Regions from separate parts of the Mus musculus genome. Here region 1 is linked to region 2. Evidence: chromatin contacts called from public Hi-C data. All regions are on one chromosome and are shown on one strand. Each heading gives the region's core, a stretch centred on a gene start, on an enhancer-like site or on the middle of the called end of the contact. The rest is flanking DNA. Distances are from core to core; before and after follow the strand shown.

Region 1 (6,223 bases), core at 1,046-3,545, 51 kb after region 2:
TTGAGTCTGTGTGTTCTTATGTTATTGATAGAATATAGGATATTAGAATCATTAGAACTGAAGGCTCAAGCCGCACAGTCGTGGCGCATGTCTGTAATCCCAGCACTTGGGAGGCAGAGGCAGGCAGATTTCTGAGTTCGAGGCCAGCCTGGTCTACAGAATGAGTTCCAAACCAGCCAGGGCTACACAGAGAAGCCCTGTCTCGGAAAAACAAAAAAAACAAAAAAAACAAAAAAATGTATGTTACATATGGCTGGAGAGATGGCTCAGAGGTTAGGAACACTTGCTACTGGGGGACTGATGTGTTGGTTCCCAAACCTACACATCAGCTAACTCACAAATGTTTGTAAGCTGTGTTTCAGAGAATCTGACACCTATTCTGGCTTCTGAAAGCACTCACACATAGGTGGCATCTCCTAAACAGAAACACAGACACACACACATACACACACATACACACACATACACACACACACCCATAAAAAAACAAAAGCAGAACAAAAACCAAAGACCCAAGAGTCATTCCCTTAGTTTCTACATGGTATTGGCCCTAAATCCCGGTGAATACCAAATGGATTTGGCACTTTCCATGCACCTTAGTGTCTGAGACAGCTTTTCTTATCCTTAGTGCTGTCGGACATATGTACACATTGCTTGCTCTCTCTCTCTCTCTGGCTCTGTGTGTGTGTGTGTGTGTGTGTGTGTGTATGTATGCTGGGATTATAGGCATATGCTAACAGCTTAAAACCAAGAATCTGTTTAGTCAGCCTGTCTCTCTTGTCTGTCTCTGTCTGTCTATTCTGTCATTGTATATTTTTCAAGAGATTTATTTTTAATTTATATGGAATATTGTCAGATCTCCTGGAACCAGAGTTATAGGCAGTTGTGAGCTTCTGTGTTGGTGCTGGGTGCTGAACCTAGGCACTCCTCAAGAAGAGTATGTGCTATTAATCAGGGAGCCATCTCTCTAGCCAGTTAATACTCTTTTTAAGACTGTGATGTGTCATTATTTAGGTGGAAAATAATTAATGAATTCCCATTTACGGACATATTTTCTCCTAGTCATTCTGTTATAAATTAGAATAAGATAGTATCTGATGGTTATTCCTGACTTGTACAAAACTTCTGTATAGGACCAATACCTACTGAAGTAGAAGTAATACACTAAAGTAGATAGATGCTTTTCTTGGGAGTACTAATAGGTCAGTGCCACTTTTTCCTTACTTTTTGTATTGTCATTAAGCTTCATTTTTATTTTTATTTTTTTTGCAAATTTGATGGATGAGAAGACATTAGTATTTTATTTTGCATTTATTGTATTATGAATGAGGTTGATAGTTTTTATTTTCTGTGACTATCTGTTTATATTCTTTGATGTTTATTAGTTGCCTTGTTTGATTATTCTTTTTAAACATTTATTTGAGAGAGAGGGCTCATATGGCATGGCACACACATGAAGTCAAAGGACAGCTTGTGCGAGTTGGTTCTTACCACCTACTGAGATTCCACTTAGTGGAGGATGTCTTTACCCACTGAATCCATCTTAGTGGCCCACCCTTTGATTGTGTGTGTGTGTGTGTGTGTGTGTGTGTATGAGTGAGTCATATCCAAACCCAGTGTCTCCTGTATCTGTTTCTTTGGGGTTTCTTAGGTCATAAATATTTTTTGATTTTGATTGCTTTTATCCTGGAATATTTTTCTTCCCACATCAATTATGACAATTTTGCTAGGTATAGTAGCCTGAGTTGGTGATTGTGGTCATTTGGAACCTGAATTTGTATTTCTGTGCCTGTCTGAATTTTAAGATTTCTGTTACTGTGATAGGGCTGCATTTGTATGTGTCTTGTAACTCTCCATTTTTTAAAAAAATTCTTTATATTTAGTGTTTTGAGTATATGATGTGGAGTTTTCATTTTGTCTTGTTTGTTTCTGGTCCTGTGTATTTTCTGCTGCTCTGTATGTCTCTTGTACATGAATGGACCTTTTCTAACATCTAATGTTTGGGAATGTTTCATTTGTTTATATTGAAAATATTTTCTATCTTTTATATTCTTTTTTTAGTTTAACTTCCTTTTTTTTTAAAAAACTTTTTATTTATTTATTGTATGTTAAGTACACTTTTGCTGTCTTCAGACACTCCAGAAGAGGGCGCCAGATCTCGTTACAGATGGTTGTGAGCCACCATGTGGTTGCTGGGATTTGAACTTCGGACCTTCAGAAGAGCAGTCGGGTGCTCTTACCCACTGAGCCATCTCACCAGCCCTTAACTTCCTTTTTTAGTTTAATCCCAGACATTACAGTACCGTTCCTTCCCCTTTCCTTCTATGTTCTATATTAATAGATTTGGTTTTTTTTTGTATTTACTATTCATAGTTTTAAAAGCCTTTTTTTTTTTTTTTTTTTTTAACTCAAATTCAGCTCTTACTCCAGCTTCTCCCTTAAGCCTGATTGCCTGTCCTCTCTCTTTGTCCATTTTGACTATGAGGCTTTCTAGTGACTTTTGTTTTCATTAGTGAATTTTGTTTTTAGCATCATTTAGTTTCTTTCTCAATATTTGTATCTCTTTTATTGAACTTCATTTTTATATTCTGTATTGGCTTCTTTATTCCATTTCAGTGTGTGCTATTTTGAAAGCTATACAGAAGTTTATGCTTTTTCATTTCTTTCATTTATCACTTATTCTTTTAATTCTTTGGAATTTTGTCTAAGCAACCATTATTTTAGGCTATTGGGGATGGGACTGGTAGATTTTGGAGAAGTGTTGTGATCTTGTCTTCTTTGAACACACTGTTTTTGTTTCTCTGAAATAGATTTGGAGTTAATTATTCCAGTTAATGCAAACTTTAAGCCTAGGCTAAGAGAGAGCCATGCTCAGGCAGAAAGTTAGATGGACCTGAGAATAGGTTGTGGCCTGCTCAAGGTGGGTTGCCTCTCAGCCTTTGAATTTTATTTACTTTGTTTTGTTTTCTGTGTGTAGATATTTTGCCTCTATGTACCATTTGCATGCCTGCTTCTCATAGAGGCCAGAAAGGACTGTAGGATCCCCTGGAACTAGAATTACAGAAGGTTGTGAGCTACCATGTGGTTGGCAGGAGTCAAACTCTCTGGAAGAGCAGCTGGTGGTCTTAACCACTGAGTCATTCCTCCAGCTCATAATTTAAATTATTTTGACTTCTTTTGTATAAGCTTTCAACCAATTCATCCCCATTTGGTGGTTATTAATGTATCCTTATTAATTTCAGGAGAAGGGACTCACTTTGCCTTGGTTTTTTTATGTATTTGCTTTGTGGAGAAGTTATTTCGGATTTTTTGGTTTTCTTTTAATTCTGAATCTGTGGTGTATTCATGTGTATATGTGTTCATTTACCTGTAGTTATATGCAGAAGGATATTCATGTGTATATGTGTTCATTTACCTGTAGTTATATGCAGAAGGATATTCATGTGTATATGTGTTCATTTACCTATAGTTATATGCAGAAGGATATTCATGTATATATGTGTTCATTTACCTGTAGTTATATGCAGAAGGATATTCATGTATATATGTGTTCATTTACCTGTAGTTATATGCAGAAGGATATTCACATGAAGGCCTGAAGGCTGTATGAGGTGTATTTTTTTCTCACACTCTACCTGTGACCTGTCCATCCATCCTCCCGCCCTCCCTTCTTCCTTTTTTGATGCATGGTTTTTTAATTTAATCTAGAGCTCACTTAATCAGGTATACTAACCTGGCCAGCAATCCCTGGGGGTTCTCATATCTTTTCGCTGATTTTAGGATTACTGGTGTACTCGCACTACTATGTCTGTTTTTTTATATGGATGCTTGGGATCTGAACTCAGGTTTTCATGCTTGGGTTGTCTATGTGTGCTCTATTGACTGGATCCTTTGCAAGAGTCATAAGTGTTCTTAACCCACTGAGCCATCTCTCCAGCCCTGGAATTTTTTCTTGTAGCTCATACCTATCTCTAAACTGCCATAGTGTGTTTTGGGAAGTACCCCAATAAAAGTGTATTTTTCCATTTCAGCTATTGTAATTTTGATCTTTTTAACTTTTTGTTATGTAATTTTCCTACTGGTGATCTTTGTTCAAACACTGTATTCTTGAAGGATTTATTTTTTAATCCCTTTTGTTTGACTGTTGGGGAGGACATATGTATGGAGGTCAGAGAACAAATTGCAGAAATCAGTTCTCTCCTTACACTGTGTAGGTATTGAGGATTGAACTCAGGTTCTCAGGCTTGGTCTCTGGAAGGGGTGTGTGTGTGTGTGTGTGTGTGTGTGTGTGTGTGTTTACTAAAAGAGGTGAGGATTGAAAAAGAAAGACAGACAAAATGATCACATGACTCCACCCACACTGAGGCTGAAGCAGCTTTCTGCCTCTCCAGCCTGCTTTATATCATTCCAGGTACATCTAAAAACATGGTCAGTTCTTAGATCAAAAAGTAATCAAGTGAAGTAGTGAACAAGGAGATCACACAAGAAAGTAATAAGCCAAAGGACTCCACGAGGTAATAAGCAAAGTAGCAAGCAAAGAGATCACATAGGCAGTAACTCAGCAAAGCAGGAAACAAAGCCCCATGGTCTCTGTTTCTGACATTCTTATCTGTGTGAGCCCAGTGACAAATGCCAGATTCCCATGTCACCAAAAGCTCTCAACAGATAGGTATAGCTCTTAAAGGCCCCCATGTGTGTGAGGAGGAGGAACAGGTTTATGATGTAGCCCTGGCTGGCCTGGAACTTGATCTGTAGACCAGGCTGGTCTGGAAATCACAAGTTCATCTCCCTTTGCCTCTCAAGTGTTGGGATTAAGGGTGTGTGCCACCCATGTGCTTTTGAAAGGTTTTATAGGGGCTGGAGAGATGGCTCAGCAGTTAAGAGCACTGACTGCTCTTCCAAAGGTCCTGAGTTCAAATCCCAGCAACCACATGGTGGCTCACAACCATCTGTAATGGGATCTGATGCCCTCTTCTGGTGTGTCTGAAGACAGCTACAGTGTACTTGTATAAATATAATAAATAAATCTTTAAAAAAAAAAAGAAAAGAAAGGTTTTATAGTAGAGGTGTTGAAAAGTCTTTGTCCAGATGCTCTAATGATGGTAAGCCTTTTGAAAGTCGAATTCTCCTCTCCCCTCCCCTCCCCTCCCCATTACATTTATTACATGGTTAATATTACATTTTTGTTGTATATTTAAGATTTCTACTTTTTATTAAACAGATTTTTTTCTATCATTTGGTTTAGTCTTGAATTATTTTGATAAGAATTTCTAGTATGTTCTTTAGAAATTGTTGACTATCTGTAATACTCTGATAATCAGAATATAATCTACCTGAAAGCATTTTGGAATATAATCTACCTGAAAGCATTTTGCTTGTTACATTTTTGTTGGTGTTGTTTTCTCAAATCAGTTTTTTAAACATTTTATGTAATATTTTATGTGTATGCATGTTTTGCCTAAATGTATGTCTGTGCACTACATGTGTGCAATGTCTACCAGAGGCCAAAAGAGGGGTTTGGATTCCCATGGGACTGGAGATACACTGCCATATGGGTGCTGACAATTAAGTTCTGGACTCTGGAGGTGCAGCCAGGTGCTCTTAGCTGCTGAGCCATTTCTTTAGCCTCTGTTCTTGGTTTTAATTGTCTATATTATAGCCATTATTTTTAGTATTGGGTACCAAACCCAGGTTTTATATATTTCCCCAATCTCTTCTAGGTTTTTTTTTTTTTGTTGTTGTTGTTGTTATTGTTTTGTTTTTGTTTTTGTTTTTAATGTTAATGCCATTGATATTAGGAATTCTCAAAACTTAGATATTATTTGTTTTTTGTTGTTGTTGTTTTTTGTTTTTGTTTTCTTGACTAAAAGTTAGTTGTAGTTTGTTTGGTTTATATAAGTCAGTTAAATTTTGCTTTTAATTAAAAAAAATAGTACTATTTATGCTATCCAGTAATTATTCTTTTTTCCAATGTATGAAATGCTTGTTGACTTTACAACCTGGCTTTTTTATGTCATTTAATTAGTTTACTTTGGGCAATTTGTTAAATGTTTGTCTTTTTATTTTAGCTGAAGCACTGTAGTCGATATATTCATGACTTATTCCCTTCACTCATCAAGAATCTGGATCCTGTGCCACTTAGACATTTACTTAATCTGGTCTCAGCTCTTGAACCAGGTGTTCATACTGAACAGGTAAGACATTGAGAATATACCGGTATGTT
Region 2 (6,567 bases), core at 3,240-5,739:
TCATTTGCTAGCATGTGGTGTCTGGTGGGGTATCCCTTCCCCCATTATAGGAAAATTATGTGTGTGTGTGCAAGTGCTCCCAGAGATCAGAGGTGTTATATTACTTTAGAGCTTGAGTTACAGGTGGTTGTGAGATGCCAGTAGTGGGTGCTGGGAATTGAACTTGGGTCTTTTGGAAGAGCAGCTCTTAAGAGCTCAGCCATGGGGCTGGTGAGATGGCTCAGTAGGTAAGAGCACCCGACTGCTTTTCTGATGGTGGCATTCTGAAGGTCCGGAGTTCAAATCCCAGCAACCACATGGTGGCTCACAACCATCTGTAATGAGATCTGACTCCATCTTCTGGAGTGTCTGAAGACAGCTACACTTACATATAATAAATAAATAAATCTAAAAAAATAAAAAAAAAGAGCTCAGCCATTCTCCAAACTTAAAACCTCATTTCATACATGTATTTAATTTAGGAAGCTTCTATAGTAGTAGGTTTCCATGTGGCCTTTGCCTTTTCTTTCTTTTCTCTCTGTCTTTCTCTCTCTCTCTCTCTCTCTCTCTCTTTCTTTCTTTCTTTCTTTCTTTTTTTCAAGACAGGGTTTCTCTGTGTAGCCCTGGCTGTCCTGGAACTCACAGTCCTGTAGACAAGGCTGGCCTCGAACTCAGAAATCCACCTGCCTCTGCTTTCCAAGTGCTGGGATTAAAGGCGTGCGCCACCATGCCAGTTTATCTCCCTCTTTTAAAGTCTCTTTCCCATCGCTTCTTACTAAACCCCTGAATTGTATGGATATTTCCAATGGAACAGATATGTCTGAATATTCAAAGCTAACATTCAGAAATGAGAGAAAATATACAATAGCAGTCTTTTGTAACATGTTAAAATTGTACACCTTTCAAGTTCACTGTCCATTAATGTGCTGGAAACTGACCAGGTCCTCTGTGAGAGCACTATGTACTTTGAACTACTTGATCCCAGTGTCCAGATCATTCATTGTTTTCTTTTTTTCCTTTTGGAGACAGGGTCTCTTACTGAATGTAAAGCCATTTTAGACAGTTGTCTCATCAACCACTGAACTTGAGGGATTTTCCTGCCTTGTTCCCTTTCCTCATCTCCCCAGGTTAGAGTTACAGGCATCTACTGTCACACTTAACATTTCCAAGGGTACTGGGGTTCCAAAGAGAGCTCACCATGCTTGTGCAGCAAGCATTTTGCTCCACGAGCCCTCTCCCCAGTCCTCTCCTCTGAGACAGTGTCATTATTTGCAGCCCCTTCATTTACAGGTTTTAATCACTAGGGCCCCTACACTCTATAATCTAAATGTTCACTATTTGTATTTACTAATCAAAGTTATTGAGCCCTGATGTAGATAATGGAATAACCATTCTTTCTACCAATAATTTTCCAGATTCTCAGATCATTTGTGTGTCTATGTATGTGTATTTTTGGGAATTGAACTGAGATAATATACATGTCAAGCAAGCTACCTAATTCTGAACTATATCCCAGCTTATTTCTTTTTGAGACACGGTTGTTTAAAGCAGTTTCAATGGCCTGGAACTCAGCATGTAAACCAGGAGGGTCAGATGTGTGACAATCCTGCTTCTGCTTCCCAAATACTGCAAGTATAGACTTTTACTACTATAGCGTGTATGCATTTATTTGTGTCACATAAGCATGTGCTACCAGACTGGTCAGAAAGTTTTATTTTTTTCACATAAGCAGTCTAAGGTTAGACACTTGGTCAAACAAAGCAGAAGAGACACAGATTTACTTATTTATTTATTTCCAAGATAGGATTTCCTCATGTAGCCGGGTTGTTCTGGAACTCATTCTCTAGACCAGGCTGTCCTTGAGCTTAGAAATCTGTCTACCTCTGGCTCCTGAGTGCTAGGATTAAAGTGTGTACCACCTCTGCCTAGTTAGTGGCCCAGATTTTATTACCCTGTATATCAATTTTAAGGTTAGCTTTTATCCTATTTGTAACTTCAATGTTCAGGGGTTTGTGGGTAAAGTATAGCTGTATATAGTGACACCTGCTTGTAATTCCAGTCCCTAGAAGGCAGAAGCATGAGGAATTTGAATTCTATGTCAGCATGGGCTAACAAAGCAAAAGTGCATCTCAAAAAAGTACTACACCAATACTAAAAAAAAGCCTTTATATTTTCAATTAATTTCCATATTTAAATTATGTTTCAGGCATAGAACAACCCTAGAAATACCAGGTTACCAAGACTTAGTTTAAAACAACTTAAAAATATTTCTTAGATAGTGGGTCTTTTTCAAATCAAGGTTCATTGATGGCATTTCAAAAAACCTGGGATGTACTGGGAGAAAAAAAAAAAGATTGTTAAGAGGGCTGACAAAGGTTAGCCTGAAGGTGATGTCTGCTGAGTCAATAATCATTGATAGGAAGACTCTAAGTGGGGAGAGGATGGGAGAAGGATGAAGGGAAAACAGCTACACAACTCACAAAGCTCATAGGAAATAACAGGAATAGGTTGGAGTGAAACTTTATAGCGCCGTGCAAAAACAGCATGAAGTTAGAAGCAGTTCTAGTGCACAGAAAAAGTGTGACACACCTTGACAAGACATCGTAGAAGATTAATACCGGGGCCCTCATTAACATGTGCTCAAGTTTTGGTTTGGGGTCATGCACATGACCTTTCAGACTTTGTTGTCATATCCCTGTGGAAGTATCTTAGAAACAGAAATTAGTGAAGGTAAAAACTAACACTAAGTTGTCCTGTAAAAATTGTTTAAAAAATTACTCTTTTTTTTTTTGCCTTAATGTATGTATGTATGTATGTATGTATGTATGTATGTGTGTGTGTGTGCTAGGAGTGTGGACGGTGACCGCAGAAGTCTGAAGAGGGATTCGAATGCCCTGGAACAGGATATAGATGGTTATGAGCACCATGTGGGTGCTGGGAATTGAATCTGGATCCTCCGCAAGAGTTTCAAGTGCTCTTATTGCTGAGCCATCTTTCTGAGCTTCTAGTTCTTTTTTTTTTTTTTTTTTTTTTTTAAGATTTATTTATTTATTATATATGTAAGTACACTGTAGCTGTCTTCAGACGCACCAGAAGAGGGCATCAGATCTCATTACGGGTGGTTGTGAGCCACCATGTGGTTGCTGGGATTTGAACTTCGGACCTTCGAAAGAGCAGTCGGGTGCTCTTACCCACTGAGCCATCTCACCAGCCCGAGCTTCTAGTTCTTAATGCAATACCAAACTTAAGTTGGGTGTCCCTTTCACTTGTTTTCCACTCCTGGCTCCATTTCTTTTGGCACTGGGCAAATGGGGTTATAAAAGTCGCTCAGGCTGCCTTCGAACTCGGAGCAACCCTCCTGCCTGCATTTAGGAAGTACTGTCGTAAACCATCACGCCAGGCTTCGTTCCTCACGGTACTAGCTCTCGCTGTCTCTCTCTGATGAAAAAGCCTAATAGAGCGTTTCCGATGAAGAATGAATGGGTAGACACACACGTTGTAAGACCTCGTGCGTAAAAACGAGGTGTCACGGTTTCTCAACCGCGCCATTTCTAGTCCTGTCAAGGTGTTTCACTGCTGAGGATCCATGAGCCTCACAGAACCGCACGGCTGAGATAAACAGGGATTCAGGTTAAGACGCGCCCTGGGCTGTTCCATTCTCCCGAAGCCAGGTGGGGAGCGAGCCGCGGCGTTGCCAGCATCTGCTGACCCGCGGCCGTCTCCACCCTCAAAGTACCCGAAGGACAGGCAAACTTCACCGCTTCCCCTCGGGGGTGCGGGAGATCAGGAGGCGCCGCGCCGCGGCAGGGGACGGGGCGGGCCATCCGTCGCGGCTCCGGCCGAGTCTCCCGGAGCGCGGAGCCCGTAGGGGCGGGAGAGGCCGCGTACCCGCGACCCGCCCGCAGCCTCCGCCATCTTCCACTCACCCGCCTCCCCCCGCGGCGGCGGGCGGCGCGCTCCCCTTCCGGCCGCTGACAGAGATCCGGCTGGGCGGGGAGGGCGAGCGCGCACAGGGGGTGGACCGAGGGCGGGGAGGCCGGACGGAAGAGGAAAGGGAGGGCGGCCAGCGGCTCCGGCAGGGCGTGCGGCGTGTGTGCGGAGAGAGGCGGAGGGCGGGGGCAGCGAGGAGGGCGGAGGAATGAGTGCGCGAGGCGCCTCTCTTCGGCTCCTTCGCCTGGGCGGAAAGAGCCGAGCGCAGCCCGAGCGCTCCATTAAAATGGCGGCGGCGGCGGCGGTGGCCGCGGCGTCTGGTCGGTGGTGAAGTGACTCTGCTGCTTCTCTCCCCACCCACCCCTCCCTCTCCCCTCCCCCGTCCTTCCCCCTTCCCCCGCCGCCGGCGCCTAGGCGCCCCTGAGGCCTGCGCTCCCCTCGCCCCCCTCCTCGCCCCCGCCCGCTCCCGCTCCCGGGCCCGCCGGCCCCCTCCCCCACCCGCGGCTCCCCGCCCCGTCCTCGCCGCCGCCGCCCGCCCTCGTCGCTTCCCCGCCCCGCCGGCAGGCCGGCCCCCTCCCCTGCCTCCGTCCCCTCCCCCCCGCCGGTCGGGATCAGTCAGCGCGATCCTAAGCGGGGGAGGGGGGGGCGGCGGCCGAACGATGTGCGAGAACTGCGCAGACCTGGTGGAGGTGTTAAATGAAAGTAAGTCGCCGGGTAGGGGACCCGTCGGGGTGCACGGTTTGGGGGTCCCTGGGCTGTGCTCTCCCGCCTTGCCTGCCTTCCCGGCCTGCGGGCTGCGGCGACCGGGCCGGCCCGGCGTACGGGCCTGTGTGCCCGGGAAGGTGCGTGGTGGCGGCGGCCGTCGCGGCGCCTCGGGCCCAGGCCGCCGGGTTACCTGGGCGCCCGAGAGGCCGCGGCGCAGCCCCGGCCGGGTCCGGCTTGGGCGGTCTCGGAAAGTTTCCTCATTACAGGTGTCAATTAATGAAGGCACTAATGAGCCCTTCCGCCCCTTTCCCCCTTCGAGGAAGGTGTGGGGAGGTGGGGTCGGAGGACTAGGCTTTGCTCTGCAGTCCGAGCCTCAGGGCCGCCCTCTTTGATTTCCAGCGTGCTGGGGAGGCCTCGCTTACCTGCTAATTTTCGTTAAAGTCCGTGGGAGAAGGGTGGTGATTTTTCCATCCCTTGAGGGTGTGTGGGTGTATTCAATCCATCTGCCAGCCCTTAAATAGCAGAAATTGAACTGCAATAGTGATGATTGGAACCGTCTTACCTTAATTAAAAATAAAGGTGATAGTATTTCTTTAGTACCATTCGTCGTTTAAGTAGTAAAGTCTATTATAAGGAGATCTCTACCAACGACAACCACCCCGAGTTAGTCATGGTCTGTCTCTGAAAATGAGAGGCCTTACTCCTTATTCTTTATTATTGTATTACATATTTTATTTTTGGCCTTGCAAGATTGCATTTCTGCTTAAGAAACAGGGAATATTGCACGTCAGCCACTTGTGGGCCCAGAGGTGGTTTAGATGAAAAGATAATTTACACAAACTTGATTTGTGACAAATATTCATTTGAGGTATTGGAATTTATATTCAGTGTGATATTTTGACAGATTTCGAAACTACTTATTCCTTTTAATTCATTCATTTAAAAAGTCTATTTGTAGATTGTAATTCCCTTTTGGTTGCTTAATTTTTACTTTATTATGTGCTTGAGTTTCACTTTAATGGCTAAAAGGTTTATAATTTATTTTCAGCTATGTATTTAGTTCCTGACAGATTAAAGTAGGTGTTTTGTATATATTCAAACTACATTTTCCCATATCTGTGTCATCCTACATTTTCCTAGTATTTTATAAGGTTATTCCTATTTTGACATAAATTTCATTCTTGGTAGAAGTGATATGGTAAACATAGTTCCTTAGTACTTATTTCAGTAAAACATTTTGTATCTTAGAAATACATTGATGATTGTGACTCTCTGTTCTCCAACTTGAAAGTACTTAATTGTTTAGTATACTTTAGGAAAAATAGTTTGGGAGAAGTGATTTAAAGATTCTGTAGGTATGTGTGTGTCTGTTTACAGATATATTCCTGTGAGTGCAGCTGCCCAAGTAAGCATCAGGTCCCCTGGAGCTGGAGTTGCAGCAGATGTGAGCTGCCCCAGATGTGAGCTGCCCCATGTAGGTGCTGAGAACTGAACCCAGGTCCTCTGGAAGAGCAGCAAGTGCTCTTAACTACACTGAGCCATCTCTCCAGCCCCCTTAGGGTGTGATTTAAAACATTTTAAGCCTAACTAGGAATGTTGTAAACATAGTATCTAAAGAAAATTTACTTGAGAAGAGATGACCTTTGCATGGTATAGATAGATACTCTTTTTAAGGGCTGGTGACATCTCTCAGGGGAGTGGGTTTACTCCAGGGTCCCCACATTCTCACACACATGCATGTAAGTTAGTAATAAAAAGGTGTTATGATTGTCTTGAAATTGTGTCAGTCAGTGTTTCCCAAAGGTACTTACTTATATGCTTAGTGTTTTCTTTAAGGCTCATTGGAAAATCAGCCTTCAATCATCTCAGGAGATATATATATTTTTAAACCACCGTAGTTGTCTTAAATGCTTTCATATGTAGTGAGATGTTGTTTCAAAACTGTATTTTCAC

The links. A called contact is a pair of places that touch in the nucleus more often than the background predicts.
Region 1: a Hi-C map of bone marrow-derived macrophages shows a contact between it and region 2, with 2.3 times the contacts expected there. The contact joins the enhancer-like site here to the promoter of Usp34 in region 2. A contact is called at or near these places in 3 of 39 promoter capture datasets (3T3-L1-derived adipocytes, the HPC-7 cell line and embryonic stem cells), 2 of 15 datasets of contacts at CTCF or cohesin (CD8 T cells and the NIH/3T3 cell line), 14 of 484 Hi-C or Micro-C datasets (the AML12 cell line, CD4 T cells, DN3 thymocytes and 9 more), 14 of 115 datasets of contacts at active chromatin or transcription factors (the 230-238 cell line, CD8 T cells, the HPC-7 cell line and 9 more) and 3 of 9 other capture datasets (adipose tissue, embryonic stem cells and pancreatic islet).

Annotation. Positions count from the first base shown.
Region 1 is chr11:23,355,211-23,361,433 of GRCm38.p6, forward strand. Usp34 (ubiquitin specific peptidase 34) reads left to right here. Exons shown (of 80, transcript NM_001190401.2): 11 at 6,069-6,194. Among named protein-coding and RNA genes, the nearest start is that of Usp34, 51 kb to the left of the region's middle. Within about 2 kb of position 2,296, at least 3 of the 459 cell types and tissues checked have an H3K27ac peak or open chromatin away from gene starts, as enhancers often do. A contact at or near this core is called in bone marrow-derived macrophages, where this site is marked.
Region 2 is chr11:23,302,406-23,308,972 of GRCm38.p6, forward strand. Usp34 (ubiquitin specific peptidase 34) reads left to right here and starts at 4,490. Exons shown (of 80, transcript NM_001190401.2): 1 at 4,490-4,611. The coding sequence starts at 4,569.